Linked DNA regions of Mus musculus: regions 1, 2 and 3 are each linked to region 4. The links are chromatin contacts, called in public HiChIP or PLAC-seq and promoter capture Hi-C maps. All regions are on one chromosome and are shown on one strand. The core of a region is the stretch at or near the end of the contact, and the rest is flanking DNA. Distances in the headings are between cores, read along the strand shown.

Evidence for each region. Promoter capture Hi-C pulls out the DNA fragments that hold promoters and counts their contacts. HiChIP or PLAC-seq counts read pairs in DNA pulled down with a chosen protein or histone mark.
Region 1: a contact with region 4 is called in a FOXA1 HiChIP or PLAC-seq map of pancreatic cancer cells. The contact joins the promoter of Clcn7 here to the promoter of Mrpl28 in region 4. A contact is called at or near these places in 2 of 115 datasets of contacts at active chromatin or transcription factors (microglia and pancreatic cancer cells).
Region 2: a contact with region 4 is called in an H3K4me3 HiChIP or PLAC-seq map of bone marrow-derived macrophages, with 5 times the contacts expected there. The contact joins the promoter of Itpr3 here to the promoter of Mrpl28 in region 4. A contact is called at or near these places in 2 of 39 promoter capture datasets (hippocampal neurons and pre-B cells) and 2 of 115 datasets of contacts at active chromatin or transcription factors (bone marrow-derived macrophages and pancreatic cancer cells).
Region 3: a promoter capture Hi-C map of liver shows a contact between it and region 4, with 2.6 times the contacts expected there. The contact joins the promoter of Syngap1 here to the promoter of Mrpl28 in region 4. A contact is called at or near these places in 7 of 39 promoter capture datasets (the 3T3-L1 cell line, cranial neural crest, frontonasal cranial neural crest and 3 more), 2 of 484 Hi-C or Micro-C datasets (B cells and rod photoreceptor), 2 of 115 datasets of contacts at active chromatin or transcription factors (embryonic stem cells and pancreatic cancer cells) and 1 of 9 other capture datasets (adipose tissue).

Annotation. Positions count from the first base shown.
Region 1 is chr17:25,129,124-25,135,643 of GRCm38.p6, forward strand. Clcn7 (chloride channel, voltage-sensitive 7) reads left to right here and starts at 4,268. Exons shown (of 25, transcript NM_011930.4): 1 at 4,268-4,491. The coding sequence starts at 4,354.
Region 2 is chr17:27,055,600-27,063,028 of GRCm38.p6, forward strand. Itpr3 (inositol 1,4,5-triphosphate receptor 3) reads left to right here and starts at 1,705. Exons shown (of 58, transcript NM_080553.3): 1 at 1,705-2,075. The coding sequence starts at 1,987.
Region 3 is chr17:26,937,524-26,944,536 of GRCm38.p6, forward strand. Syngap1 (synaptic Ras GTPase activating protein 1 homolog (rat)) reads left to right here and starts at 3,727. Exons shown (of 19, transcript NM_001281491.2): 1 at 3,727-3,995. The coding sequence starts at 3,929. It overlaps Phf1 (PHD finger protein 1), which reads left to right. Exons shown (of 15, transcript NM_009343.3): 15 at 1-385. The coding sequence ends at 42. It overlaps Cuta (cutA divalent cation tolerance homolog), which reads right to left and starts at 2,015. Exons shown (of 7, transcript NM_026307.3): 1 at 1,928-2,015; 2 at 1,794-1,845; 3 at 1,361-1,569; 4 at 1,204-1,263; 5 at 1,049-1,094; 6 at 895-944; 7 at 449-653. The coding sequence starts at 1,835. The coding sequence ends at 527.
Region 4 is chr17:26,119,418-26,126,649 of GRCm38.p6, forward strand. Mrpl28 (mitochondrial ribosomal protein L28) reads left to right here and starts at 4,086. Exons shown (of 5, transcript NM_024227.3): 1 at 4,086-4,432; 2 at 5,139-5,291; 3 at 5,840-5,974; 4 at 6,061-6,147; 5 at 6,854-7,196. The coding sequence starts at 4,145. The coding sequence ends at 6,964. It overlaps Pgap6 (post-glycosylphosphatidylinositol attachment to proteins 6), which reads left to right. Exons shown (of 13, transcript NM_021793.2): 9 at 1-118; 10 at 867-1,045; 11 at 1,122-1,268; 12 at 2,123-2,239; 13 at 2,521-3,837. The coding sequence ends at 2,817.

The DNA of each region.
Region 1 (6,520 bases), core at 3,018-5,517, 990 kb before region 4:
ACACTGCTACCCTAAGTGAGTCTCTCTTTTCTTTTCTTTTTTTTTTTCTTCAAGACAGGGTTTCTCTGTGTAGCCCTGGCTATCCTGGAACTCACTCTGTAGACCAGGCTGGCCTCGAACTCAGAAATCCGCCTGCCTCTGCCTCCCAAGTGCTGGGATTAAAGGTGTGTGCCACCATGCCAGGCTCTAAATGAGTCTCTTAACAGCATCTTTCCAATTTATTGGTGTGCCCTAGGCCTTCTGCTAAAATCAGCTTCCTAGGCCGCCTGTTCGTGAGTCACAATCAGGAAGAATGTCAGACCTGGAAACCCCAGTGGACACCTCATGGCTGTGATCTTGAGTCATGCTGTCTTCTGCTTCCCTAAGAACCTGAGCTCTTGGTCTCAAGCACAGCCAGTTGAGCGTCCCTCCTTCTCGAACATCCCTTCCTGCTTCTCTTAACACATTCTGGAAGCAGTGTTTGCTTCATTTCATTCTGGCTTCAAGGAGAGTGGGGAGCAACATACTTCTCCTGGAAAGAGCCATCTAGTGATCTAGTGATTGCTGGAGGGACGGCAGGGTCCTGGGATTGCTGATCTGTAGAAGATCCCAAGCAGCAAGCAGGAAAAGCTGGACCTCCAATGGTTTGATTACAAATGTCTTGCTCTCAACCTCGTGGACAGGCTAGAACAGCTGGAAGTAACCAGACACACACAGGCTCAAAGCCAGGATTCGGCAGAGCATTGGTTCTATAATCCCAGCTTTCAGATGTTCAACACAGTCTAAGGGAACCAAGATATCACACCAGTCACTGCAGAGCTTGGGACGTCAGCAGACATGTTCCAGCACAGTTGTCATTCCAGACAAGTAGAAGGTCTTAGATGTGGTCCATTAGTGTTTGGGGCAGTGTGGGAGGACCTTAAGGACAAGCGGAAATCTTAGACAGGCAGTCATGGGAAGTCGGTTGGATTTGGAGATATGTTCATCTGACTCAGCCTCCCAGTGGGGTCATCAAAAGCCACCTGTGTATTTTGAAGTATGAACCTCACCCTTTCTAAGGCCACTAGATTCCTTCTTTCTTTCTTTTTGAAAAAAAAAAAAAAGATTTATTTATTATGTATATGTAAGTACACTGTAGCTGTCCTCAGACATACCAGTAGAGGGCATCAGATGTCATTACAGATGGTTGTAAACCACCATGCAGGGTTGCTAGGATTTGAACTCAAGACCTTCATAAGAACAGTCAGTGCTCTTAACTGCTGAGCCATCTCTCCAGTCCCCTAGATTCCTTCTTTAACCACATCTATTACATTGTTACAATCCTGGCCCTTCAAGGAATCAGTACTAACAAGAAGCCAATGGTCCTCCCATAACCAATTTGTCCACCCCTGTCCATTTCTTGTCCACCCCTGTTCATTTCTCTTCTTACAAAGACTTACAAGGTTCAACAATAGAGCATTTGGCTGACATGTGTAAGACCCCGAGTTTAATCCCTAATAGACAAAAGTCAATAAAAAGAGAACAATAAGTTGAAGGCCCTGGTCTTTTGGGAGCTGTGGGAATTGTACCACTTTGTCAGCAAGGGTTATGGAGAGATCTATGCCCCCAGGCATGACCCTAGGATGACTCTCTCCATTATAACTCCTCCTACATATCCTGCTATGCCACATCTCTACTCTGCTTATTCTTCTGCCAATCCTTTTTCCCCCCAAACTCTATCATCCAGAAAGGCCCAAGCCTGTGCATTTAGCTCAACTGACAACTTAAATGTCCTAGTCTTAAAGAAATTGTGATCAAAGTTTGTATGTGTGTGTGGGGGGGGTGTGAGACAGGGTTTCTCTGTGTAGCCCTGGCTGTTCTGGAACTCACTTTGTAGACCAGACTGGCCTTGAACTCAGAAATCCACCTGCCTCTGCCTCCCAAGTGCTGGGACTAAAGACATGTACCACCACTGCCCAGTTTCTGATCAAAGTTTTGAAGGGATCTAAGTTCAAGCCCCATGGAATACTAATGACCTTAGTTGGACAAGCCAGCTTCATTTCCCAACCTCAAAGCCCAGCAATACAAAAGAGGTTCATGACATCCTTATCACTGTCTTGTAAAATGACAAAACTAAGGTGTGTCAAAGAGGAAACAGCACACACACACACACACACACACACACACACACACACAGAGAGAGAGTCACAGGATAATCATGGGAAAATTCAGAACACCATTTAACTTTCTTCCTCTTATTCTGTGTTTAGTTTTGGTTTTACTTTGAATTGTATGAAAGGAAGGACATTTCCTATAATCCTCTCACCCTTAGAGGTTAAGATGAACTTAAAACTTTCTGATTTGAAAATTTTCAAATAAAAAAGTTTCAAGGTAATATTATATACATGTATATGCATATATATATATATAAAATCTAGGATATATATATGTACACATATATAGATGAATGTACATATATATCCTAGAACCCTTGTTAACTCTCTTACATATGATCTTTGTCACCACTGATGTCCTGAATTGTATTTTAACTATTTTTATAGAATCTTTCTATGTCGTACATATTAACCCCAGCCCTCTCTGATATTTCTCTGTTAAATGTAGCTTTCACATTATATACCTATTTCCTTCATTAAGTGGACACTTTCTTCCTTGCTTCCTTCTACCATCCTCTGTAATGCAACTGCCATGACACTGCTCAGAAGTAAACTTTGTAACATCGTTCTTTCTCTGTAGAGTGCCACCCATGATTACAGTCACTCTCGGGTCCCTGAAGTTGTAGTATCAAATCCCAATCCTTGCCCCTACATAATTCAGGATACATCTAAGAACAACTTTGTTGATGTAACACCGATACTAAGGCAAACTTAATCTTCCTAAAATACTATTGCCTAAAGCAACCTGCGGCTAGTTAATGCCACGCCCATGTGCTGTCCTAGTCTCCTCCTCGGAGGAACCCCAGTCTTTCCTAATTTGGCACTTCAGGGTGCCACGGTCCACCCAAGTCGGTTATGGGGGTCTCTGGAATGAGGGTCCTCAAAGCTAGGTGGGTAAGGATTCGGTGGTGACAAACAGAAACAAACACAGAGGCAGTTTGAATCTGAGTGCATTTTGCAGCTCTCAAGCAGGGGATTTTATACATTAAAAAACCAAACATTACATCTCTTAGAAACTATATCCAGTGAAACAATCACAAATACCAACAAAAATCATTTGGCACAGTAAAGCACAAAAATCATCCAAGCATTACAACTCTGAAACTATGCATTCAGTGAATCACAAACAGTACAGGTAACATCATTATTAATATAAATCATCAAAATATAACAATTCTAAAAGGATGTATTCAGTGGGGGCTGTTGTCCAAGTCTAGTGGCTTATTTCTAGGAGCAGGTTAATAAATCTTTAATGGTCAGTGCTCTTAACCACTGAACTAACTCTCTAGCCCCATGGTCAATTACTATTTAACATCTAGTATCTGGGTTTTTTCTTTTTCTTTTTTAACAAATCTTCAATATGTAAATTCAAACTATTTTAATTCTTTCTAATTAAGGCTTTCTTTACCATACACCAAAATCCACCTCCGATGACACACGTGCAGCCATATGAAATTTTATTGTTGGGAAAGTTTTTATCTATCGTAATAGTTTTGTAAATGATTTAGAAAGTAAGGCATTGTTTTCCCGGGGGATAAGGTCATGTTAGTGGCCCCCATCTCTAGGGTTGGTTTCTTACCCATTATTCTTGCTTAAGATCTTGGCCTAGGCTACCAGGAACATGTAAATAAGAAAAGGAATAAGAGAAAACAAAACATTGCCATAAGAACTACCACTCAATATTTTTTTCTCCGGCGAAGAGTTCCACACCGGTTCCAGGAGGCCTACCCCTTTTGAGGTCAATAGCCTCAGTTTGTGGAACTTGTCATACAGATCCTACTGGAAGTGGTGTGGCATCAGGGTCTCAATCCCTTTCCCGGAATTGCAGCAGTTTGGCTGCCCTTTGAGCACAGGAAACACATGAAGCCAACTTAGTTGAGAGGGACGATTCCAGAACTTTTACAGGTAGTTTATTTTTTTTTTTTCCATATCATCTCTTGGAGGACTAGGCGTGCATCTCGGGCTGGTTCTTCTCTGGAGTTTGGGTCACTGCCTTCAGTGAAGACACTAATTGCTAGGGATTTTGAGTTCTAGGTTTCTACCCTGGGCTGCAACGACCAGTGAACCACAATTCCCAGGAGACTCCGCGCTCCCGGATCTTGCCGGCCTCCGTCGTCAGTCACGTGGGCACCGATGATAGATCACGTGAGACCTGGGCGCGGGTCACGGGAATGCTGCCGGTCTGCCGGCTGTTCTTGTTGAGTTTGGTCCTCAGTGGGCCATGGCCAACGTCTCTAAGAAAGTGTCTTGGTCCGGCCGAGATCGCGATGATGAGGAGGGGGCGCCACTGCTTCGAAGGACAGGGCAGCCTGACGAGGAGACGCCGCTGCTGAACGGAGCTGGGCCGGGCGCGCGCCAGGTGAGGCCCGCGGGCCGGAGATGCAGCCGCCGGGATCGCTGCGCCGGTCCTCAGTGTGCTGGCGGGGCCCAGAGGGAGGCCACGGTGCTCTCCTCTGTTATTTTTTTGAATCCTGGAAGACTTTTATTTTTGATAGCCTCGCACTCATAAACCTCTTCTTTCTTTCTCTTTGAACCCCTTCTTCCCATCTCGTTCCTCAGTGGCTACACCATCAGAGAAAATGATACCCTCTCCTCCAGGAACCGTTGTCGCTGACTTTTCAGCAAGAGATCCCAAGACTTTAACGTTGCTTTTGTTTTTTAATTTTACTTTTCGTGGTGAGGGTCAAGCCAGGGTTTACACATACAAGGCAATCATAACGACCTCAGCTCTGCACCCATAGCCCTTGACGTTTCAAGATAAGGTCTCACAGTGAGACCACCAATGAATTCATAATCCTGTCTCATTTTCCCAAGAACTTGGAAGGCCTGGACTACACGCTTGGTAGTTTTCAATTTAAATGGCAGAATTGTGCTTTCGGTGAAAGTGCCTGTCTCCTTTCTCACAGGAGTAATTCCAGACGTTTGGGACACAATTGCAGTGTCAAGCATCCCCACTCATTTTCTCTTACTACCTAGTTGAACTTGGAATGTGCAGCCAGACATGATAAGCAACAAGTCAGAGGCCAGAGTGTGCTCAGCACTGCGAACAGTTTGTGCCTTCAAATGCCTAGCGTTTAAGACCGGGACAGGCTTGTTTACTTGTGTGCTTTTGCTTCTTTTGCCTGTGTGCATCGTGTTAATTTTGAGTCAGTTACTTATATCAATTCCTTGATGTTAGTCTGTTTTATAACTGTCCTTTACCCTTCCTCCTCCTGATGTTAGAGGTGTCTTAACAAACACTCCTGCTGTTTTAAAGGCTAAGAAGAGCACAAGATAGGGCTACCGCATCAAAACTTACATTTAGGCTTTCTTTGCTAGACCCTTGAAGGTGCAGTGGACAGTGAAAGTCAAAGTCAGCTCCTTGTTGCTGGGAAGCAGCTCAGGCCCTTTTGAAGGACGTGTGCTTGTGACTCCGGTCTGCAGTAGTGATCAGAAATAAGTAAGGTGGTAGAGCTGTGTCTGCCTCCCTAGGGTGTTTCTGGGTGGTGTGATTTGTTATCCCTGTTGTAAAGAAAGTAACCTTTGGGGAAGGGGGCTATTGCTGCTCTTGGAGAAGACTCAAGTTCAGGTCCTAGCACCCAGGTCCAGTGGCTCAACCACTTATAACTGTAGTTTCAGGTGATCTGACCACCTTTTCCTCTCCTGGCCTCCACTAGAGAGGCCTCCACCACACACACACACACACACACACACACACACACACACACACACACGTGTCTCTCTCCAAAAAGAAAGTAACTTTATGTTGGCAACTGGTTTTTAAGAGAGGGAAGAATTTGGAAACTGACAGAGTTGAGTTTGGGCTGAATACATGTGGGTTGTTTTGTTTTTATTTATTTTTGCTTTTCTTTGCAAATAGACAGAGTAAAGAAAGAGTTGATCTTTCCCCCTAAATACCACTATAGCTTTTTTTTTTTTTTTTTTTTTTTTAGACAGGGTTTCTCTGTGTAGCTCAGGCTGTCCTGGAAGCTCAGGCTGTCCTGGAACTCACTCTGTAGACCAGGCTGGCCTCGAACTCAGAAATTCACCTACCTCTGCCTCCCAAGTGCTGGGATTAAAGGTGTGCGCCACCACGCCCGGCTACCACTATAGCTTTTAAATCTGCAGATAATACAATTGATTGGTTGCTGTTAAACAACTTAAAAAATAATTGAGCACCTGCCCCATTGTGGGTTCCCAGGTCTGTGTGCAGGTCACTGAGGTGCATAGGACAGCTTTCTTCCCTCTGGGAACAGGCCCCAACACCTTTCTGGGTCTGTGTGACGAGCCCTGTAGGAATATGTGCAATGAGCACTTTTGTGCCAAGTCCTTAGACAAGAAGAGCAACAGAACAGAGAGAATATATGTGTGGGATGTGGTCCGGGGGGTAGGAGCCTTTTTCAGGCACA
Region 2 (7,429 bases), core at 455-2,954, 930 kb after region 4:
TGAGCTGCCACGTGGGTGCTGGGAATCAAATCCCTGCTCTCTGGAAGAGAAGCCAGTGCTCTTAACTGCTGAGCCACCTCTTCAGGCCCTTTTTTTAAAAGATTTATTTATTTATTATATGTAAGTACACTGTAGCTGTCTTCAGACACTCCAGAAGAGGGCGTCAGATCTTGTTACAGATGGTTGTGAGCCACCATGTGGTTGCTGGGATTTGAACTCCGGACCTTTGGAAGAGCAGTCGGGTGCTCTTACCCACTGAGCCATCTCACCAGCCCCTGTTTTGATTTTTTAAATTAATTAATTAATTTTTATTTTATGTGCATTGATGTTTTACCTGCATGTATATCTGTGTGAGACCATCAGACCTCCTGGAACTGGAGTTACAGACAGTTGTGAGTTGCCATGTGGGTGGTGGGAATTGAACTTGGATCCTCTGGAAGTGTAGGCAATGCTCTTAACCACTCAGCCATCTCTCCAGCCCATTCTTACATTTATTTGAGGCAGACTCTCACGTGCCCTAGGTAAACCTCGAACTTACTATGCGACCTTTAACTCCCAGTCCTCCTGCCTCTACTTCCCCATTAAAGGCTTGGCTAACCACTACCACCAGTTCTAAGGGTCTTGGTAAAAATCCCCTGCACTCAAGAACTCTCGGTGCAGGTCAGCAGCTGTCTCACGGCTGGCGGCTGTCTCCACCCCTCCTGGGTCTCTTCCTGCTTCTGTCTCCAGTCCCCTCCTCCTTTTCTCCCAGGGACAAACGCCCCCATCCCCGCCCCTCAGGAAATAAGGGGGGCTGGGTGGGAGGGAGCAAACGTGACCAAAGGGGGTGGTGGTGGCGCATTCTTATCTCAGGAGTTCAAACCAAAGCTCTAGGAGGAAGCAAACGCCCAGCCTCCGTGGCGCAGAACAGAAAGTAGTCAACTTGGCGATGAGTTTGAGGGCTGAACTTTGTGAGCAAGGGCCCGCTACGAGAACTTGTTTCAGTGGGCGCTGGGGTGCACTATTAACTAGAGGAGGTAATGCTCTCCCCCTCCCAGTATTATTTATTTATTTTAAAGCAAAGACAGAAGGAGCCAAGAGAAACTGGAGCCAATTCCTCCTGGAGAGGGAGCGGCTGAACTGATTCGGAAGTTGGATCTCTTTGTACACAGGAATGTGGGGAGAAAGAGAGTGAGAGAGAGAAACCCCAACAAGGACAATTAAAAAACAAAAAACAAAAAAAAACCCAAACCCACCCCATTGCTTCATTTCCCCTCCAAGTCAAAGCACTTTCTATTGTGCAATGAAAAGACTTTTCATGTTGAGAGAAATGAATCCTGATTTGCAACGCTAAGGGCTTGAGCGCGCATCCAGGCGCAAGACGGTTCTCAGCTGGGCGCGGTTGCCGCAGGGTGACCGTGGCCAAGTTCCCGGTGTGCTCAGCCACGCGTGGGCCGCAGGCTAGGCGAGCTGGGGATCTCCGAGGGTGGAGAGCCCCGAAGTGCAGCGCGGTGCTGGTGGACAAGCCGTCTAGAGAACGCCCTAGAGCCTGGGGGTCGTCCGGTGGCAAGCTGGGCGCTTTAGGGGGTGCAGGCGTGCACGCGCGCGGTGTAGAAGAGGCCGAGCCTGGGGCGCGGGTGCACGTGGGAGCCGCGGCGGGGGCGGGGTGGGGTGTGGCCTCCCCGCCTCCCAGGCGGGATTTGCATGTGTGTGGCGGCCCCAGACTTCCTGCTCCTTCCAGGCTGCAGGTACGCGCGGGCCCGGCCGGGCTGGAGGGCTGCGAGCGCGCAGAGACGCAGGCACCTCCTCACCCGGACCCGGGTCGCGCCGCGCCTCCTCGCTCTCTGGTGGCAGTCAGCCTACTCCTGCCGTCCCGATCGTCCGGGTCGCCGGGCTGCGAGGTGGCACTGCGCCCCTCTCCGCCCAGCGCGCCTCAGTCCTCTGCACCGAGCCTGGCAGCTCGCTTCAGGGCGACCTCGTCGCCTCGAGCCCCGGAGGGCCGAAGCCATGAATGAAATGTCCAGCTTTCTTCACATCGGGGACATTGTGTCCCTGTACGCCGAGGGCTCTGTCAATGGCTTCATCAGCACTTTGGGGTGAGTGAGCCTAGGGCAAAGAGAGGGGCATCGGGACCACGGTACCAGCTGCTTGTTTGCCAATGTTCAGTCCCCTGAGCCCTTGATAGAGGCTTGCTTGGACAGCCCAGTCTCCAGAAGCGAAGGGACGCTGGCACCCCTCTCTTAGAGAAAGGAAGTGCGTTGTTTGCTCAGGTAGTAGTCGGGTGCCCTGGGGAGTTCTAGAAGGCGTCAGCGCCCACGAAGCCCGCCACTTCTGGCACACTCTTTTTCTTAACTCATGGCTGAGGGGTTCGGACTTCCTCTGCAAGTGGTCCTCGGGTTATGCAGGTGGCTGGGGCCTGAGTTGGAGAGGGCCTGGGTGTTCTTGTTTGGGATTCGGGGTGGGGTGCTAGGGTTGGCTCAGCCTGAAGCCTGGCACTCACCTCTATAGCCCCATCTTGAATCGGTTTATTTAATTATTTAATTAATCATTTAATTTATTTATTTGGAGAGGTAGCATCTTTTCACTCTCCTTGTGCCCCATCTCCTCTTCAGAGTGTTTTCTTTACCCTCCCTGTCCAGGCAGTCCAGGTCTTGGCCAGCTGGCCCCCCTCTCACCGCCACCCCCTCCTTGTCAATTTCCTGTGTAGCTACTCTGGCGCCCCTGGGTCCCTGGTCCCAGGTTCTCTAGAGCACTTTACAAACATTAATTAATTCTGGCTGTCACCCCCCGGGGTCTGGGCTGGATAAGCAGGGAATTGATTCCATCCCATGCTGGTGCCAGGCCGGTAGCTGGGAGAGGTTAGAATCCCAGTATCTTTTTGGATAGACCCTGAGCACCTCGTTGCTGCAGGGATGGAGGAAGCGCACAAGCCCGGATCTGGTCTTTCTGTCCCATTTTCGGGCAGGTGGGGTGGTAGTGGCTAATGTTCTGGTATCTCACGTTGTCAGCACCATCCAGCTGCTGGCAGGGTGACTCCTCTCTGGGGGCTTTGGAAGTGTGTCAGGAATTCTTTCAAAGTTAGCCCTGCAGGTGGGAGGCTCCTGGCTCCCTTGCTCTCTCCTCTTGGTGGTTGAAATTCAATGTGCTGTAGGGAGGAGAAACCTCCAGGGCCTCTCTGCCTGAGGAGGCTGAGATGGGAGTTCCAGCATCCCTCTCTTCTCCAAGCATCCTCCAGGCTCTCCTACACACCTCCCGGGTCAGATGGAAATTTCTACACACACATCTCCCCATCAGATTTCTCTTCTGAAGTTGCCCAGAGTTGAGGCGTGGAGCCTCGTCTGGGCCAGCATCTTTGCAGGCCTGGCTCAGAGCCCTGCCAGGCAGGGCCCTTCTTGGGGAGCTACAGGGGAACTGCGCAGTCAGCACTAAACATGCTGTCTTGGGATGGGGTGTGTGTTGGGGAGGGAGTGGCAAAGCCAAAGGTGGGAGCCCAGACTCCCCCCAACTCTGCAGATTCTCAGAAGTAGTCACATTTTGTTGATGTGTCTGGCTCAGGGCTGAACACAGGGTAGATGCTATTTAATCACCTTGAGGATTGACAGAGCCAAGGATCTAAGGTCCCTTTTCCTGTCCCCAGGCAGCCTCCATTGTCTGGGAATCCCTCTGCTGGCGCTTTCTCTCTCTCTCTCTCTCTCTCTCATGTATATGTGTTTTGCAGGCATGTATGTCTGTGTACCATGTTGGTGCTGCGTGGCTTTAGAGGCCAGAGAGTGCATTGGCTCTCCCGAGACTGCAGTTATAGAAGGGTGTGAGCCACCTTGTGGGTGTTGGGGATGAACCCAGGTCCTGTGCTAGAGAGGCCGATGCTCTAAAGCACCGATCCACGTCTCCAGCTCCCTGTTCTCAGGACACTTTCTTCCTCTTGGTCCTTCCTGCCTCAGGAGCTGCTATTTTTAGTCCACCTGGACCTCAGGGCAGATCTCAGGGACATCTGAGAGCCCTTGACCCCAGGCTACCCCTTCCTATGTACCAACCCCACTCCCCCTCGAAAACTGGCAGGTGCTTTCCCAGCCTGGTCCCAGCGTGCAGGCCTCGACCTCATCTTTGTTCACCTCATTTTCTCACACACCAAAAGTTCAGGTGTGCTTCCTGGAGCCTCCCCCTGCTCTCTTTACCTTTGCTCCCCTGTGACTCCCTGAGTAAATCTGCCCCACCCCCTGAGACCTGGCCCCAAGTAGCCTCTTTTGAAAGAGCTGAGACCCCACCTTCCAGGGCAGAATTAATCCTGTTTTGGTTTTTTGTTTTCTGTGACCATTTTTTTTTTCAAACTCTTCTTTGGTGCAAACCAGGCTCTGTGGGCTCCCTGTAGGCCCAGCTAATGCTGCACACTTGCAGAGTTGATGAACTAGCTGTGCCCATCCTATAGTCAGAGTTGACCATGGAGGCTGCACTGTATGGGGGATGTGTGGGCGTGGGCTTCCTGCTTCTTGCTTAGAGCCGATGAAGAGGGATTGACAGTTCGTTTACCGTGTCCCTTAGGAATTCTGTAGATCCTGTGGAGTGGGGTCTGTAATCCCAGCACTTGGGAGGCAGTGGCTGGTGGATCACTAATTGAAGGGCAAAATTGAAGGGTAGCCTCTGCTATATAAGGAGTTGAAGGTTAGCCTGGGCTACAAAGGTACTTGTCTTCACATAGTCTAAGAGACTGCATACTCAATCTGACTGAACCAAAATCTCCATGCTTCTGTTTCCTTTCTGCAGAGCTGGGAGCGGGACCCTGGTTTGAGGCATGCTAACCGTACACATAGGTACGGTTCCTGTGCACTGTCTCTGAGCTATACCCTCAGCCTTCAATGCTGCATTATCATTACAGTCCCCAGGGCCAGGAGCATGGCTCTATGAGTCTCTGCTCTTCTTACTCACGTCTGTCTTGCCCCTCACCCTTAACTCTGCTCCTGCAGCCTTTCCTGGGGCTGTTGGTGCCCAGGGTCGTGAACTCTGGGCCTGATGTGGTGGAGCGTCTGGCCTGTCTTGGTGCCCAGTGTCTGGCATTCAGTTAGAGAATTTGTTGAAGACAGGCAGCCTTAGTGGGCAGAAGGCTTGTCCAGCTGGGGAGATTGGAAGGGGGCTCTGGTTGAGTTGGGAGGTGTAGCAGCTTGAGGCTTGAAGCCAGAGCACTTAAGGAGACAGACAGTCAAAGCCTCTCAGGTAATTAGAGGTCCCGTGAAGATTGTATATTAACTGGGTTGGGAGGCTGGGAGGGGTCTGGGGAGTGAATCTAGCAGGCCCACACCTGTTCTTGGCAGGGAAGCGTGGCCGCGGCTGGCCTCGCCCCTCACCCAGGTGGAGGCATAAGAGGCCAGAGCTGGCGCTGCAGACTGGGGAGGAAGAGGGGGGAAGGTGGTTGTGGCTTGTGGCCAGCTCTCTCTCACAGGAACGAACACAGGGTGGACCTGTTAGGTCCCATCTGGTCCCCTGGAGACCTTTTAGTGTCCCCGGAGTGGCTGCAGACCCCCAGGAATTGAGTTGGGGGTGCAGGTGAACTCAGTTTTGAAGAAGTATCTGTCAGGGAGACTTTGCTGCCGTTAATAGGCCTGGGATCACTTTTAGGGGGATGTGCACTCCTGGACCTGCGTCACCCTACCATGGGCAGTCAGCACACAGGATCAAGAGGACCCTGGCCTCTCCTGTGGCATTCTCTGTCCTTCTGTCCTTATCTATCTTGGGAGGGTTGGCGCTGGAGGTGAAGACCCTAAGTATGGGGCGAAGTATGTGGGAAGCCTTGGTTTCCCAGATGAGGATCCCTGGTCCAGGAGCCTCAGGAGCGTACTCTCTGGCTCCTACTCCATCACTAACTGAATATTTCCACAACTCTGCTATCTCAGAGTAACTGCCCCCCCCCCTTTCTGGGATCAAACCTAGGGCTTTCTCTCTCTCTCTCTCTTTTTTTTTTTTTGAGACAGGGTTTCTCTGTATAGCCCTGGCTGTCCTGGAGCTCACTTTGTAGACCAGGCTGGCCTCGAACTCAGAGATCTGCCTGCCTCTGCCCCCCCCCCCCCCAATGCTGGGACGTGTGCCACCATGCTCTGCCATATGCTCTCTTTTTAAGAAAGATTTAATGCTGGATATAGTGGCTCACGCCTTTAATCCCAGCACTCAGGAGGCAGAGGCAGGCGGATCTCTGAGTTCATGACCAGCCTGGTCTACAGAGTGAGTCCCAGGACAACCAGGGCTACATAGTGAGACCCCCTCTAAGGGGAAAAAAAAAGATTTAATCATTAGTGTCTGAGTGAGTGAGTGTGTGTGTGCATGTAAGTGCGGGTACTCATGGAGACCAGAAGGGGGCGCTGAGTCCCCTGGTGCTGGAGTTAGAGGTGACTCTGAGCACTCTTAATATGAGTGCTGTGAACTGAACTGGGGTCCTTTATAATGAGTCATACATAGTTTTAACTGCTGAGCCCTCTCTTCAGACCTCTCCTGTACCTTATTCTAAAGTGCTCAAGCTGTACCTAGGAATGTCTTGGATGTAGGATATCCTAAAAAAAAATTTATTAGCTAATATAAAACAAGCAAACAAACCAAACAAAATGTAGTTCCCAGGTGGGTGTGTGGCCCAGGTTTGCCAACCTAGCTACCCAGGAGACTGAGAGGAAGCGTGCAAGGTCAAGATCTGTCTGGGCTACAGAGGAAGTTTAAGGGCAACCAAAGCGACTGGGTGATACTCGGAAGAGAGGGCTGGAGATGTAGCTTGGTAGCGGACAGCTTGTTGCGTGCTGAAGACCCGGGTTCAGCTTCTAGCACTGTATTGCACGTCTCCCAGTTCCAGATACTCAGCTCTGGAGAGCACCGACTATTGTCTTAAGACTCCTGAAGTTACTTATTATTTTTTTAAACTCATGTATGCATTATTATTATTATTTTTGAAGCCTTTTCTGGGTCGTATCACTGAAGAGTGTAGCAAAGGCGAGACCCCCTCTTAGACTAAGCTTTCTGGGCTTTTGAGACAGCCGTGCTTTGTAACCCTGGCTGACTTCAAAACTATGGTTCTTCTTGCCTTGGGGACCCACAGGATGGGGTCACGGGTATGTGCTGTCCTGCTCGGTCTCCTTAGCACATGTATGCACCCAGGGCTTGGGTCCCTAAGCAGGCGGTGAGGAAGCCTGTCTGCTTGATCGGCCCGAGTCAGTCAGCAAACTTTCATGAAGTACCTACTGGGTGCCAGGTATCGTTTCTGGACGGAGTCCTACTGTGTTGTACAGCTCGGGAACCTTGCCTGCCAGGTGTGTTTGAGATTGGTCTTGGCGTCATTGTGATGTCAGTGGAAGGAGGTGCTACACTTGTGTTCTTTAGCCCTAGGCAGTGGGTTAGCCTCAGCTAGTCCTGTGCTTGCCAGACTCAGGTTTTGAAAACTTGTATTTTTTTTCCTGATTTAAAACAACAACAACAACAA
Region 3 (7,013 bases), core at 2,477-4,976, 820 kb after region 4:
GTGCAGTACCTAGTTGAGTGGGGAGGGGGGGGCATCTTCTGACAGCCTGCTTCTGCTCCCCTCCCCATTCACACACTGGCACTTTCATGCCCTGACCTCTGACCTCACCTACAGCTGGGATGTACCTGGAGAGATGGGGAGTGGTTCTCCCTCCTGCCCAGGCTGGAATCCAGGGGAGTGAAGAGGTCCTCTTCTCTGCCCCTTCATGACTCCTAATGCCCCCCCTCATTTCCTTTGATGTTATTTTGTTACAGCTTTTGAGATAATTTTTTAAGACTATTTAACCCCTGGGATTAGAGATTGGGGGGGGGGGTTTGGGTGGTCCAGGATTCCAGACTGTATGACTGTAATAAAGATAAATAAACCTAGTAGGCATGAGTCATTTTGAAAGATTGACAAGAGGCGCTCTCGATCTTCCCGACCACATCCATGTCACAGAGAAAAGGCATCAGGAGCAGGAGAGGATTTATTGGGGGTTCGGTCATCACATGGAAGCCAGGGGGCATTAAAACAGGAACAGGGCTCCTCATGGTAGGGCTGTGCCAGAATTTGAAACCGATTCTGTGACCTGGTGCACCCAGTGCAGGTACGGGGGATTTCCCTGCTCCACAGGCAGTGCAATCACTTCGGCCACTTCATAAGGGTGCACAGATCTGCGAAGTGATAGGGCGAGGTTATTTGGACACCCAAAGATACACCCCCTAAGACACCAGCCCTGGACTCCCCAGTAAGTTCCACCACACAGTGTCCACCTCAGCGCTTGGGGGAGGGGAGGCGGGGAGCGGGGTTTCTTCTCACTCAGTGGCAGAGTGTTTGCCTGAAATACTCAAGGCCCTGCCTGGTTCATCCCCCAGCCCCACCACCACCACCAAAAGAAAATCTCAAAGTTCTTACCGAACAAACTCTGTCAGAGCAGGGACCAGGGAGCTTTGGGTTTTAATCATCTAAAGGGCAAAGACAGACATAGTTCAACCAACGGGGTAGAGAACTGGTGTCAGGAGAGGGCCAGAGTTGTCAAAGGAGCCAGGCAGGGGGGGAATTTTCTCACCATCAGCACCTCACTATCTTCCTCGATCTTTCCTTTCCATTCATAGCTGAAGAGGTCAGAGAAAGAAGGGAACAAAGTCTTGGGAAAGGAAGATTTCTCCCAGAAAAAGCTCTCAGCCCCTCCGGGTAGATTTCCGTTTCTAACTGACAACTCACATGGATGTGATCTGCGGGATGAGGTTGACGCAGGCTGCCAGACGCTTCTCTACCACTGCCCTGAGGGTGAAGCGAGATCAGAGTGTGCACGACCCGGAAACAGCACCCTTCCCCTAACCCCAACGCTCTCTCTAGGTCATCTGGCCGAGGTCCCCACCTGGCGATCTCCTTGGCGACTTTTTCGTTGGGACAAGTGACAAAGGCTGCAGAGACTGATCCTGGAACGTAGCCGGAGCCCGAGGCCGGAGGGGGCTGGGACGGAGGGCTTCCAGAAGCCATTGACAGCAGAGCTCGGGGTAGCAACAGAAGGCGGGAAGCCACCGGCAGTAGCGCTGGCATCCAAAGAAACGACAGGAGCAGAGTGGCCTGGAGCAGGGGGGAGGGCGGATTCAGTGTCCCCACAACTGCCCCAGGAAATTGCACCTGGGCTGCCTTCTGGGGCAGACACCAAGCCTCTGCGCTGCCTTTTCTGCACCAGGAAGAAAAAAAAAAATGTCCCTGAAACTTAAAAGAAACTTGGGACAGCTCCTCTGTTCCGCTGCAGAAGCTGGGTGAGACTTCGAGACCGGAAAAGGCGGGGCCAGACTCACCCCTCCGCCGAGCAAGACGCCGGGCGCCCGCCCCCAGTTCATGCAGCCCGCGCTGGTAGAGAAAAGAAGAAATCAATGGCCGCTCATTGCACGGACGAAGGACCCCGAGCCCCGGCGGAGCGGCCGCCTCTTACCTGCAGTAGCCACGTGACGCGAAAACAGTGTGCACCACGTGACAGGAGCAGCCCTGCCTTCCCGGAGTCTCCAGACCTGGCCAATCCCGGCCCTCAAGTGGCCCGGTAGCCCCGCCCTCTTAAGTGGGCGTGGCGTCGAGCCCTCCGACCAATCGGCAGCTTTATCTGAGGTCGTGCGCCCCAGCGGCCCGCCCATTTCCGTGAATCCTCAACCGGTTGCTGGCAGGGGAACGCCGCTGCGGCGACCCGCCGTCACGTGATGAGGCCTGTCCTTTCAGGCGGCGCCGCCTCAGGAGCAGCGAGCGGAGGCCAATTGCTGGCCGGCCTCGCGGTCCACGTGACGTGAGACCTGGCGACCCGCGCTGTCGCTGCGTCAGGCTGGGGCCGGGGAGTTGTCCTGAGCTCCGGAGTGTGCCTAGTAACAGCCCCCCTCCCTCCCCGCGCTGACAGGCAGCCTTGGGTGGGGACAGTTCCCCCCACCCCCCGCCACCGCCCTTGCGTTAGCACCGAGCTGAGAAGCCAGCTGTCCCTGGGTAGGGGGCAGTGATCAGGCAGGCTCAGACCTGGCACTGCCGTGGCTGGGAGAGGAAAGACACCTTTTCAAAGCACTGGGTGACACCTGTAAATGGGCTAGTGGGTGATGGAAGATACCCAGAGCCCAAAGCTTCGGACAGAGGCTGACAAATGAGTGGAGAGGAGAAATGAGAGTTGCAAGTTAGAGTTCAGAGTGTGACCCTGTTCTTTCCCCCTTGCTGACTCTTCTCCCCAGGACTGGCCCACCTCTCGGTCTTGGGTCTCCTTACCTTCATCCATTCCCCCAAGGAACCAGGACCTGCCCTACATAACCTCCCTGGAGCCTAAACACATCCAGTGACCCAAAAATGGAGAGGGGACCAGTGAGAGGACAGAGAAGAGGGTGGAGACAGCAGGAAAAAGGGCCCTGCCGCCCAAATATTAGCCCTCCCTCCAAGGTCTGGGGTCCTTGGCATGGGTGGCTCCTGTTAGGCTTCTGCATTTTCTTGAGTTGGGGGGGGGGTTCTCAGAGATCCTTGTGTGTGTAGGTGAGGGGTTGGGGGTCCAATATTTGGGTCCTGTGGGGGTGGGGGTCCAATATTTGGGCCCTTCCTAGGGTCTGGGTTACCTGGGGAGTTGTTTCAGGAAATTGAACCTCGCAATCGGTCACTAACTCACATCTTTCAGATGTAATGTATTTTAGATCTCTATGTGGTCATCTTCATCTTTGGGTCAGCCGAATGTCTCCTCCTTCATCCCCAAGTTTGCAGTTTCTTTGAGATACGAATGTGGGGTTTCTTACCTCTAGCTAGATTCTAAAATTTAATTCTGGCCTGGGGCACTTTCTAATATTGGCTTCATCTTTTTCTTTGGGTCTAGGTCTCTGTTTTGGGTCTCCCAAACTACAAGTCCAGGGTTCGAATAAGATTAACATGGGTCTGGAGAACCTTGCTGACACTAGAGTCTCATATTCTGGTCCCTGACTCCTTTCTTTAATTTAGGGGGTGGGGTCTGAGCTCAGAGGTCTCTTTCCTTCTAGATTTGGATCTGTGAGACCCAATTTGTTGAGTATGGAGGTGGGGGGGGGGTGAGGTGGTGAGTATCTTTCTCTGGGTCTGGGGTCTGTCTGAGGGTCTTGGGTCAGCTTCTACGGGACTTCCCTGGTGTGTATGAGTCAGGGGTCCCTCGTTCTCTCCTTTTCCGGGTCTCCCTGGGTAGGGGTGGGGGCTGCAGTCTCTCCCTCCTCCTCCTGCTCTCTCTTCTCTAGCTCGCTTCCCCCGCCCCCCCTCTCTCTGCTGCCGCTGCTGCCGTTGGCTCTTATTCTCCTCCTCCTCCTCCTCTCTCCTCCTCTCTGCTCCTCTCCGCTCCTCTCTCCTCCTCTCTCCTCCTCCTCCTCCTCCTCCACCTCCTCCTTCTCCCCCTTTCTCTCCCCCTCTTTCTCTCTTCTTTTTCTCCCCCCGTCCCCCCGCCCCCTCCCCCTCAGGCCTGATGAGCAGGTCTCGAGCCTCCATCCATCGGGGGAGCATCCCCGCGATGTCCTATGCCCCCTTCAGAGGTACGGTGGTGGTAAGGGGAGGGGAGGGCCAAATGGGGGGGCAAGAGGGGGAGGGGCAGCGGGCGGGGGAGGGCCGGGGCCACCGAGGGGAAGGAGCGGCTGAAATGGAGGGAGAGGGGAGGGTCGGGAAGGCAGAGGTGGGAACAGTGGGAAAGGAGGGATTAGAGGCATAGGGGTAGGATAGAGGGGCTGGGACACGGGCCTTTTCAAGGGGGCTGAGGGGAAGATGATGGAGGGGAAAGCGCGTCAGAAAGGGATGAGAAGGGAGGACTGAGTTTGGGGAAAGGCTGCAGAAATGGTTTGGATTTGGGAGCAGAGTGAGGAAGAAATTACCAAGGAAGTAGAGGCATGGTCTTGGGAGAGGGTAGGGGGGAAATGAAAACACAGGCGGCATGAGAGACCAAGAAGGTGGGAAGGGAATTTGGTGAGGGGCTCAGGGTGGTAGGACTTAGGAAAAGAGAGGAGGATGGAGGGAGGGAAGGGGCCAGATGGAGAAAGAAGGTGGCAGTGGGGGGGTGTGGGGGGTCCAGATGGAGGGAAGAGAGGAGAGAGAAAAAGGATTGGGGGAGGGGACACCAGAGAAGGGGGAGGATCAAGTGGTTTTTTTTTTTTTGGTTTGGGGGGGGGGATGCAAGTAAGATTGAGGGGTGGGGACAAGGGCCAGATAAAAATCCTGAGGGTAACTGGCCCTCATTAGGACTCTGGAGAAGTGAGATGCAATCCCTGAGTCTCATTTGCTTTCTTAATCGCTTTGACCCCTTCCCCCACCCCACCTCTTCTTTCCAGTCCCCCTCCCTGCCTCTGCTGTCCATCACTTATATCTTTCCCCCCATATGGTGTCCGTTTCTTATATGAGTCCCCCTTCTGTTCTTCCCCTGTATTGGTCCCTATCTCATATCTCTTCTCTTTCCCTCCCTCTCTTCTAATAACTACCTTAATACACCACTGCTGCTCCTGGGCCCCGTGTCTCAGATCCCCTGACAGGTCTCTCTCACTCCCTCTGCCCCATGTTGGCTGAAACCTTCTGGTCCATTCCCTTGCCCTAGGCAAGCAACCACCATCTTTACCATCTTCCTTTTCTCTTAGGTTCACGCTGTTACTTGTCCCTCAGCTCACCCTCTGTTTCCTATCCCACTTCCCATCTTGTCACATGGTCTGTGCTTATTTCCTCTTATTCCCCAACCTGGTGATTCCTCTCTTCTTGTCCCCTCTGCTTCCTGGGGTGATAGAGATTGGGGGGGGGGGTTACCAAAACACAGGTTTTGATCGTTGGAACAGGGCTCTAAGGAATTCCCCCATCTTGGACCCTTGTGGAACTTCTCATTCCAGTAAAAATTTCCCATTTCCCTGTCCTCTGCCATGTTCCATTGCTTCCTAGGGTCATTAGTATTCTTAACTATAGAATCTCTCTGTGTGTGTGTGTGTGTGTGTGTGTGTGTGTGTGTGTGTGTTGTACCTAAGCTAAGATTCCCTGTGTCCCTTTCCTGTTCCCAGTAGAACAGTGTCCCTTGAGGTCTATCCTGCTTGCCCAGCTGCAGCCTAGAGCAGCTCCTCTGTTGTGTTTTGGTTATATGTATTAACAGATTTTTCCCCTGGATACACCATGCGTTGAGATGTACTAGGCCTCAAGTGTTTGTGATCTAAGTTATGGAAGGTTGTTGTTGCTATTGTTGTGCTGGGGCTTTGAATCCTAGTGGGGTTTTTTTTGTTGTTGTTGGTTTTTGAGTTTTTTGTTGTCATTATTGTTTTGGTTTTTTTCCCCGACCACTGAGCTATAATGACCAACCCTGTCAGTGACCTTTGATATTTAGAAAATATGAGTAGAGTTTCCAAGAAAGCATCGAGACAGTGAAATTTTGAAAGCATTGTGAGGTCTAGGCACAATTCCCAGGTGTTTATCTTTCTGTCTGACCTGCAATTTGGGTAAATTTGAGAATGGTGGCCATCATCAGTAAGGGGATGGAGTTTCCTAAAGTTACTCTAGGGCCTGGAATGAAGCTCAAAGGCCAGTTCTCCTGAAACATGCCCAAGTTAATTACCCTGCACAGGTGATAGCCCTGGACTTTTCTTCCTGTGAACATCCTCCAGTTGATCCCTTAAGCCTAGTTTTATCACTCCAATATCACCAATCTAACTCTTCTGACTCCCTGAAGGCCTTTCCTTCACTGTGTCCCCATAAATGGTATGTGGCAACGATGCTATCGAGACAGCAAAGATGGAGCACCTGAGTGTGCATAACTGTTGATCCCATTTTTTTTTTTCTGGAAATTTGTTTATTGTCAGATTTCATCTTGGGAAGTTCCTCTGACATGAGGTGTGGCTGTTCCACTCTTTCCTCCACTCTTTCTAAGTTCCTCAATGTGCCCAGTGACAGCCAGGTGCGGCTGTCAGCTTGTAGAGTTGGCTCCTCCCTATCTATGAAGATTGGGTGGGAAGAGGAGGGCTGACTCCGGAGCCTGCTGTGGACAGAGAGGCCAGACCAGTCTTTGGTCATCGGAGCAGATCCCTGATCCCTGCACAGCCAGATGCAAAGACGAGCTACCTTCCCCTTGGTAACGTCTCCAAAAGGGTGGCCAGGGTAGGAGTAGGGAATTAAGGGAAGAAGAGAGGGGAGGCCTCACGCCTCTCTGAACATATAAGACCCCCCCCCATTCCTTTCTTTCTTCTTAATTGTTTAGTTCTCAGAATCTCATGACTCAAATATGCTTCAGTGCACCATCTTCTTTTCCACAGCTGGGTACCTCATATTCTCCTAAATATGTGAGGCCGCATCCATTGTAAGCAGCTTATTAATGCCCTTCCTCTCTGTGTCTTTTGCCAGTTTCATAAATCTCTACCCCTCAACACTAGTGAACAGGCCGAGTTTTCCCCCTTCTACTGCCCCTAGTAAAGTCCCTCTCTGTCATGTGACTAATTCTCATCTTTGAAGCCACGCTCATCCCCTTCCTGGAACCTCCCATGATGCCACTCAGCATGAAGGACCATCCCCCGACCCAAGACCTCTCCAGGCGGGTGGTG
Region 4 (7,232 bases), core at 2,836-5,335:
GTTCGCGTGGAGACCATCTTGTATCTGGTGCCCTGTTTGAATGACTGTGGGCCCTACGGCCAGTGTCTCCTGCTCCGTAGATACGGCTATGTGTACGCAGGCTGCAGCTGCAAGGCAGGTGAGGATGAGCTTGCCAGGCCAAGCAGGGGTGACACTCCCTCCCACTCCTTCTCACGCTCCCCTGCTAACTTGGGACCCCCAGTCTAGGTGTAAGGGACACTGATTTGTGGGGGGGTTGGGGTGCTGCCTCCTGACTGTGGCATTGCTTGCATCCTGCCTGCCCTTACCCACTCAGTGCCTACAGTTGTCTGCCTTACCCACTCCTGTCTGAGCTGTGTCCTACTGCTCACGTTTTGTTGTGACTACATATTGATTCACACTTTTCCTCGACAGTCTCTACGTCTGTCCATGCATGCCACACTGGCTCCTACGTGTCCACATATCTCTACATCTGTCCCTACCAACTTATCACACCTGTCCGCCCTTACCTACACGTACTGGTTCACACAGCCTTCTCCATGTGCCTGCTCACAGCAGAACACACTTGGCCACGCCTACCTGTGTCTACACACACCCGTCCATACCTGTTTCCCTGTACCAACTATGCTTATCCCTCCTTCTCCACTCCTGACCATGCCTGCTATGGATACACGTGCTCGTCCAGACCCTCCCGTGCCTACATGCATCTTCCACTTTTGTCCCCACTTGCCCGTGCCTGCCCACTCTTGCATATACCAGTATCTATTAGTGCCGATTTCCTCCTCCTATGCCCGTGGATTCCCTCAGGCTTGTCTACACAGCATCCTCTGGGCGAGGAAGGGCCCTAAAGTTCAGAAGCTCATGCCTAGGTATTGCGTGGCCCCCAGGTTGGCGTGGGTGGAGCTGCACCGACAACAGCACAGCGCAGACCGTAGCCCAGCAGAGGGCAGCAGCGCTTCTGCTCACGCTCAGCAACCTCATGTTCCTGGCCCCCATTGCTATATCCCTGCACCGTTCCTTCCTGGTCGAGGCCTCTGTCTACTTTTACACCATGTTCTTCTCCACGGTAGGCTTGGCCCTAACCCTCTCGGGAACTCTGGGTGGGGAGGTCAGGTCTGCTTGCTCATCGCTTCACCTCATAGTTCTACCACGCCTGTGACCAACCCGGGGAGGCAGTGTTGTGCATCCTCAGTTATGACACGCTACAGTATTGCGACTTTCTGGGCTCTGGGGCGTCCACCTGGGTGACCATTCTTTGCATGGCCCGTCTGAAGACAATCCTGAAACAGGTGAGTGGCCTCTGATGCCAAGCCTGGGCTCCAGGGAAGCAGGGGCCCTCACATACAGTACATGACGTGGCAGAGAGGGATAGACCAGATAGGACTGGGTATCGGATCTCACAAGAGAACTCGTCATCCACTACTGGAGGACGTTGTAGGAAGCTGTGAGGGAAAGGTGTAGCCGTCAGGACGCCAGGAAAGAAGATGGGGACCGGGACCCTAATCTCAAAGAGGAGTCAGGGCAGGCCTCCCTGAGAAGCTGGAGCCATGTTCCTGGGTTCCTTGTCTAAGGGCACTTGGGGATTTTATGCAGCATCTGGACAATAGAGGTGACTCTTCGGTGCTTGTGAGCTGTGTCCTCTATAGCCTGGGTACTGCCCATCAGGGGCACCCATATCATCTCAAAGAGTGGGAGGAGAAAGTTCTGGAATTTGGAGATCCAGCAGGCTGAGTGTGGAGGGCATGAACTTTCAGGCAGTGGGCAGATAGAAACTTAGGCATGGGTCCCCTCCCAGGTTGCATCTAAGGCCACCCTGCTTGTAGATCCTGGAAGGCTTGGTATGCACGGTCATGCAAGTGTGTACAAGACTGCCCATTAGGAGTGGACATCATCACCTAGTCCTCCAAAGGTCCTTTGGACACAGTAAAGGGACTAGAGGAAGGGTACTTCCCTCCCAGGGGCTGAGCAGGAACGGGGCAGAGTCTTAAGAGGAGCCGACAGAGGAGAGGAGCCAGGATGTTGGGAAGCTGACCTGGGTAATCAGCGCCCCTGACCCCAGCGCCTGCCTATTGTGTCTCGTGCTATCACAGGTGATTCCAGCCAAAGGCTTCTATGGCCTCACAAACCACTGTGTCTCTCCTAGGTACTACTTGTCCTCGGCACACTCGTCATCGCCATGTCCTTGCAGATGGATCGCAGGGGCATCTGGAACTTGATGGGACCTTGCGTCTTTGCTTTTGTGATCATGGCCTCCATGTGGGTAAGGAACAGGGCATATAGTCTCCTGTTCAGACTCATGGAGAAGAGAGCCAGGCCCTTAATTCCAGTTATGCTGGGAGGGCTCCAAAACTCCACATCTGTTTAGAGTCGGTAGCAGCTACCCATAGAGCCCCAGTCTGGCTATGTGCCTTAGGTCTTGTGCCGATAACCACTAGGCATGAGGCCATATGCACTTCTCCTGCCCAGATCTAGATAGACCCCATACCTCTTGGCTCTGGGTCTGCACCAACCAACCAACTCCCATGTGGCTATCCACTCTAGATATACCGCTGTGGGCACCGGGGACAGTGCTACCCAACCTCCTGGCAGCGCTGGGTCTTCTACCTCCTGCCTGGCATCTCCATGGCTTCCGTTGGCATCGCCATGTATACTTCAATGATGACCAGTGACAATTACTACTACACCCACAGCATTTGGCACATCCTACTGGCTGGTAGTGCAGCATTTCTTCTGCCACCACGAGAGGAAAAAGCTGGGTCCTGGGCCTGTTTGCAGAAGTTCCCTTGTCACTACCAGATCTGCAGGAATGATCGGGATGAGTTGTACACAGTGACCTGATAAGGCTGGTTCATGGACACCTGAAACTCTAATGACCTCTTCAGCTAGGACAAGCGAGAGAGGTGCTTGTCTAGCCCCAACCAGGTTTCCATCTGAATAAAATTGTCCTGAGACGCTTGGCTTCTTTCTCCAGAGAAGACCCCCTCCACCCCAAAAAATCTTTATGGCTGCTGCCAATTCCTCTGAAGGTCACAGCTGTTTCCACCTGGAGCCCACAGGTGCCACGTGTGGGCTGATCACGCTGTTATGGATGGGGATACAGATAAGGGATTCCTGTGGTCCCCTTCCTTTGGAAAGCCGTGATATGAGACCCACAAGCAAGGAAGTCTGAGTGCACAGAGGTCACTCACTGTCTCTGACATCCTGTACCCTTAATGCCATCCTGCCTTGGCATGGGGATACCCTCCTGCTGCAGTTGCTATGGTAGAGTCCAGGGTCATCAGAGAGCTGATTAAGACCTGGAGTGCTGTGTGCTGTCCCTCCCTCATTGTCTGTTGGAGCAGGAGGCCTTCGGGAGAGCCTGAGGTAGCAGGCTGCTCAGCTGTATGAGGTCTGGCTCCAGAAGGCACACAATGCTCGCTAGTGTTCCCTTCTCTCTTAAGGGGTCCAAGGCCCCAGTCTGGTGAGCATTCTCCTGTGCTGGCCCTAGACACTTGGATGAGGCTGACCCCTACTGGATCAACTGAGGATTAAGGAGTGGGTTCTGGATCCCCAGCCCAATCTTTCTGGTCTCCTGGGGTCACTGAGCTGGTAGTGCTGTGTGCCCAGGCCATTTGGTTCCCACTGTGAGGCTCATCTGCTCTGAGTACTGGGATTGCAGGTGTGGGCTTCTGGGCTCCTTCCCAAGCTACTAACATCCTTTATTTGGCACCAAAGCACACTTTAGCCCCTGAAAGGGGAAATGTGTATATTCTGTTGGGGGTGGGGGGCAGGTGGTAAAATGTTACTGTTCTAAGATATGAAGGCATATTTTTATGTAATTGGTGAATTTAATATTCTACAATAATTTTTCAAATCAAATGAGTGGTCTTTTTTTTTTTTTTCCTTGCGTCCCTGGAGGGAAAGGGAGGTTGAGCTCAGGGTAGCCTTTCCCAACAGGCTTGCCAAAGCTGCTGGGGAACTCCTGGGCTGCACTTGGCAGACGGTGCCTTGAACCCATTCGCAGTAGATAATTTTTCATGGTCCCTAAAGGAGGCGGAGGGAAAGGGATTAGTTTAGATGGACGGGCGTTGCTGCCAATTGGCAGCGAGCGAAGGCGCACGTTCGGTGACGCTATTCCGGTTCCGGGAGGCGCGGGCGCGCTCTCCTAGAAGTAGAGGGTCGCGCGATGCCGCTGCACAGGTATCCTGTGCACCTGTGGCAGAAGCTGCGGCTGCGGCAGGGCATCTGTGCGCGCTTGCCCGCCCACTTCTTGCGCTCACTGGAAGAAGAACGGACGCCGACCCCGGTACACTACAAACCTCACGGGACCAAGTTCAAGATCAACCCCAAGAATGGGCAGCGCGAGCGCGTTGAGGACGTACCCATTCCAGTTCACTACCCTCCAGAGTCCCAGCAGGGACTGTGGGGTGGAGAGGGCTTGATTTTAGGCTACAGATACGCCAACAACGACAAGGTGGGTGCGGACCATCTCGGCTGTTCTGCATGCTTTGCTGAGCAGGCGCTGCTCTGGGCGCCACAAACGGTCAACCAGACTAACACAAGCGTTTTGTTTACGGAGCAAGCTAACTCCGATAGCAAAGTCTAGTCCTGAAGTGGGGTGGTCCTGGATCAGATAGTATCAAAAGTAAGGACAGAGTGGGGACAGTGGTGGAGAAAAGGAAGGAGGAAGGATAGATTCGAAGCTTGTGCCGAAGAGGAGGGAGAAGTGAAATCTGCTTGTCACCTGCTAGTTTCTATGCGCATTTCCCTCATTTTTAGGACGGAATAACTTTGCTCCTAGTACATAAAAATCAAAAAGACCGAGATGACTGCCTGGAGTCTATCTCTTCTGGTGATACTCTGCTCCTAGGCAAGCCCTGTGGGAGGAGAGAGTATGTTTCAGGCCTTCCAGGGTGTCATTCACTTGCCTGTGGCTACTGGGTTTCAGCTGTGTGAGAATCTGGAACATATACCAGTAGCATTAGGGCTAGCCTGAGTGAAGCAGACATCTAGGTGGGTGGGTGTCCAGAGCCAGCTCAGGGGCCCTGACCTGCATCAGTGGTCCTGAGGAGCGTCTGAGGAAGGGAGAGGGCCTGGCTCACAGTAGCCCAGGTTCCAGAAGGGTGCTTTGGGGCCCACTTGGTCTATAGGAAAACGGGAGGTTTCTCTTGCACCCTTAGCTCTCCAAGAGGGTGAAGAAGGTGTGGAAGCCACAGCTGTTCACTCGGGAGCTTTACAGTGAAATCCTGGACAAGAAGTTCACCGTGACTGTGACCATGAGGACCCTGGATCTCATCGATGAGGCCTATGGATTTGACTTCTATATTCTCAAGGCAAGCAGGGGTTAGTGCACTCCAAGGTCTTGTCAGACTCGTGGGAAGTGCCGAGTGCACTGCATGGGCATGGGCAGGGAGTGTGGGGCACCCCAGGGTAGCCATTACAAGTAGGACTGAGTCCCTGTTGGTGCAGCCCCTGAAGCTTTCTGTCTTGCTGAGGCCACTCCCTGTGAGTCGCTGACTTGTCCAATGGTTGTAGCCATTTCTTTTTCTTTCTTTCTTTCTTTTTTTTTTTTTCGAGACAGGGTTTCTCTGTATAGCCCTGGCTGTCCTGGAACTCACTCTAGACCAGGCTGGCCTCGAACTCAGAAATCTGCCTGCCTCTGCCTCCCGAGTGCTGGGATTAAAGGTGTGCGCCACCATGCATGCCTTGGGCCTGACCCATATAGGCTTGGATGCTAGCGCTGATCCCAATGCCTGTTCTGCTGTGGTCTAGCTTAGGGCTGCCAGCAGCTGAAGAAGAACCCATAGGGTCAGCTGACAGGGTGGGGGGGTGGGGTGGTGAGCCTGCTGTAGCACCCGACCCTATGTGAACCTTCTGCCAGACCCCTAAGGAGGACCTGGGCTCCAAGTTTGGCATGGACCTGAAGCGAGGGATGCTGCTGAGGCTTGCTCGCCAGGACCCCCATCTCCACCCTGAGAACCCTGAGCGGAGAGCAGCCATCTATGACAAGTACAGGGTGAGAGTTTCCCCATCCTGCTTGCTGCCCGAGGCTCCTGGCCCAGCCCCCACACCTCATGCCAGCCTCCTCTCCTGCTTATTCAGAGCTTTGTCATCCCCGAGGCAGAGGCCGAGTGGGTTGGCCTGACGCTGGAGGAGGCCCTGGAGAAACAGAGGCTTCTGGAGGAAAAGGTGAGTACCTGTGTACCGGCAGATCTCAGGCCACTGAGGTTGAGTGATGGGGGGGGCGGGAAGGCTAGCTTTTAGGGTCTGCCACACCGAAATGCTGCCATACGTTTGGTTCCTTCCATTTTGAAATTGCATGGCATGCTTCGTCTCGTGAAGCCCTTCCCTCTCTTTCTCTGAATGCTCGGGGATCTTTGGCACTAGGCGTTTTCTTTCTTTCTCTCTTTCTCTCTCTCTCTTTCTTTCTTCCTTTCTTTTTTGGTTTTTCGAGACAGGGTTTCTCTGTGTAGCCCTGGCTGTCCTGGAACTCACTCTGTAGACCAGGCTGGCCTCAAACTCAGAAATCTGCCTGCCTCTGCCTCCCAAGTGCTGGCATTAAAGGCGTGCGCTACCACCGCCCGGCACTAGGTGTTTTCTTAATCCCTTGGCAGCCCCTAGGATGTTCCATTTGTGTCTGTTTCCCAGAATAGTCAAGAGCCTGTGGCGGCCAGCAGTTACAGGGAAGCCAAGGGTAGGCATGTGAGTTTGTGTGACCAAGGGAAAGCAGTCCTCTTTTGGCGGTCAAATGCCCTCCAGGATGACAAGCAGCAACATCCCCAGTCCTTCTACACCCTGCTTCTCCCCATGGTCAGCCAGAAGCAGCTGGCTGTCACCCTCCTTAGGGCGCCATCCCTGGGCTACGTTGAGCCTTACCATGCCCTCTCCCCTTCAGGACCCTGTACCCCTGTTCAAGGTCTACGTAGAGGAGCTGGTCCAGCGGCTTCAGGAGCAGGTTCTGTCCAGGCCCGCAGTGGTGCAGAAGAGAGCCGGTGACCACGCCTGAGCACTGGGCTCAGCCTCCCCTGTGGGCAGTGGGCGAACCCCACTTGGCATGTGCCGAGCACACAGTTCCTGTGGTAGACTTTTCAGAGAACCCTTCTGTGCCAGGACTCGTGGAAGCCTGGAGCGGAGCAGATGCCTGTCCAAGCTGGTCAAGTCCTTCTAGTTCTTGGGCTGAAATAAGTAACAGTCTGAGGCAGCCTGCGCCACAGTAAAGTGTGTTGGTTTGCTTGGAAGTCTGGAGTCCTGTGAGTTCTTTTTTTTTTTTTTTC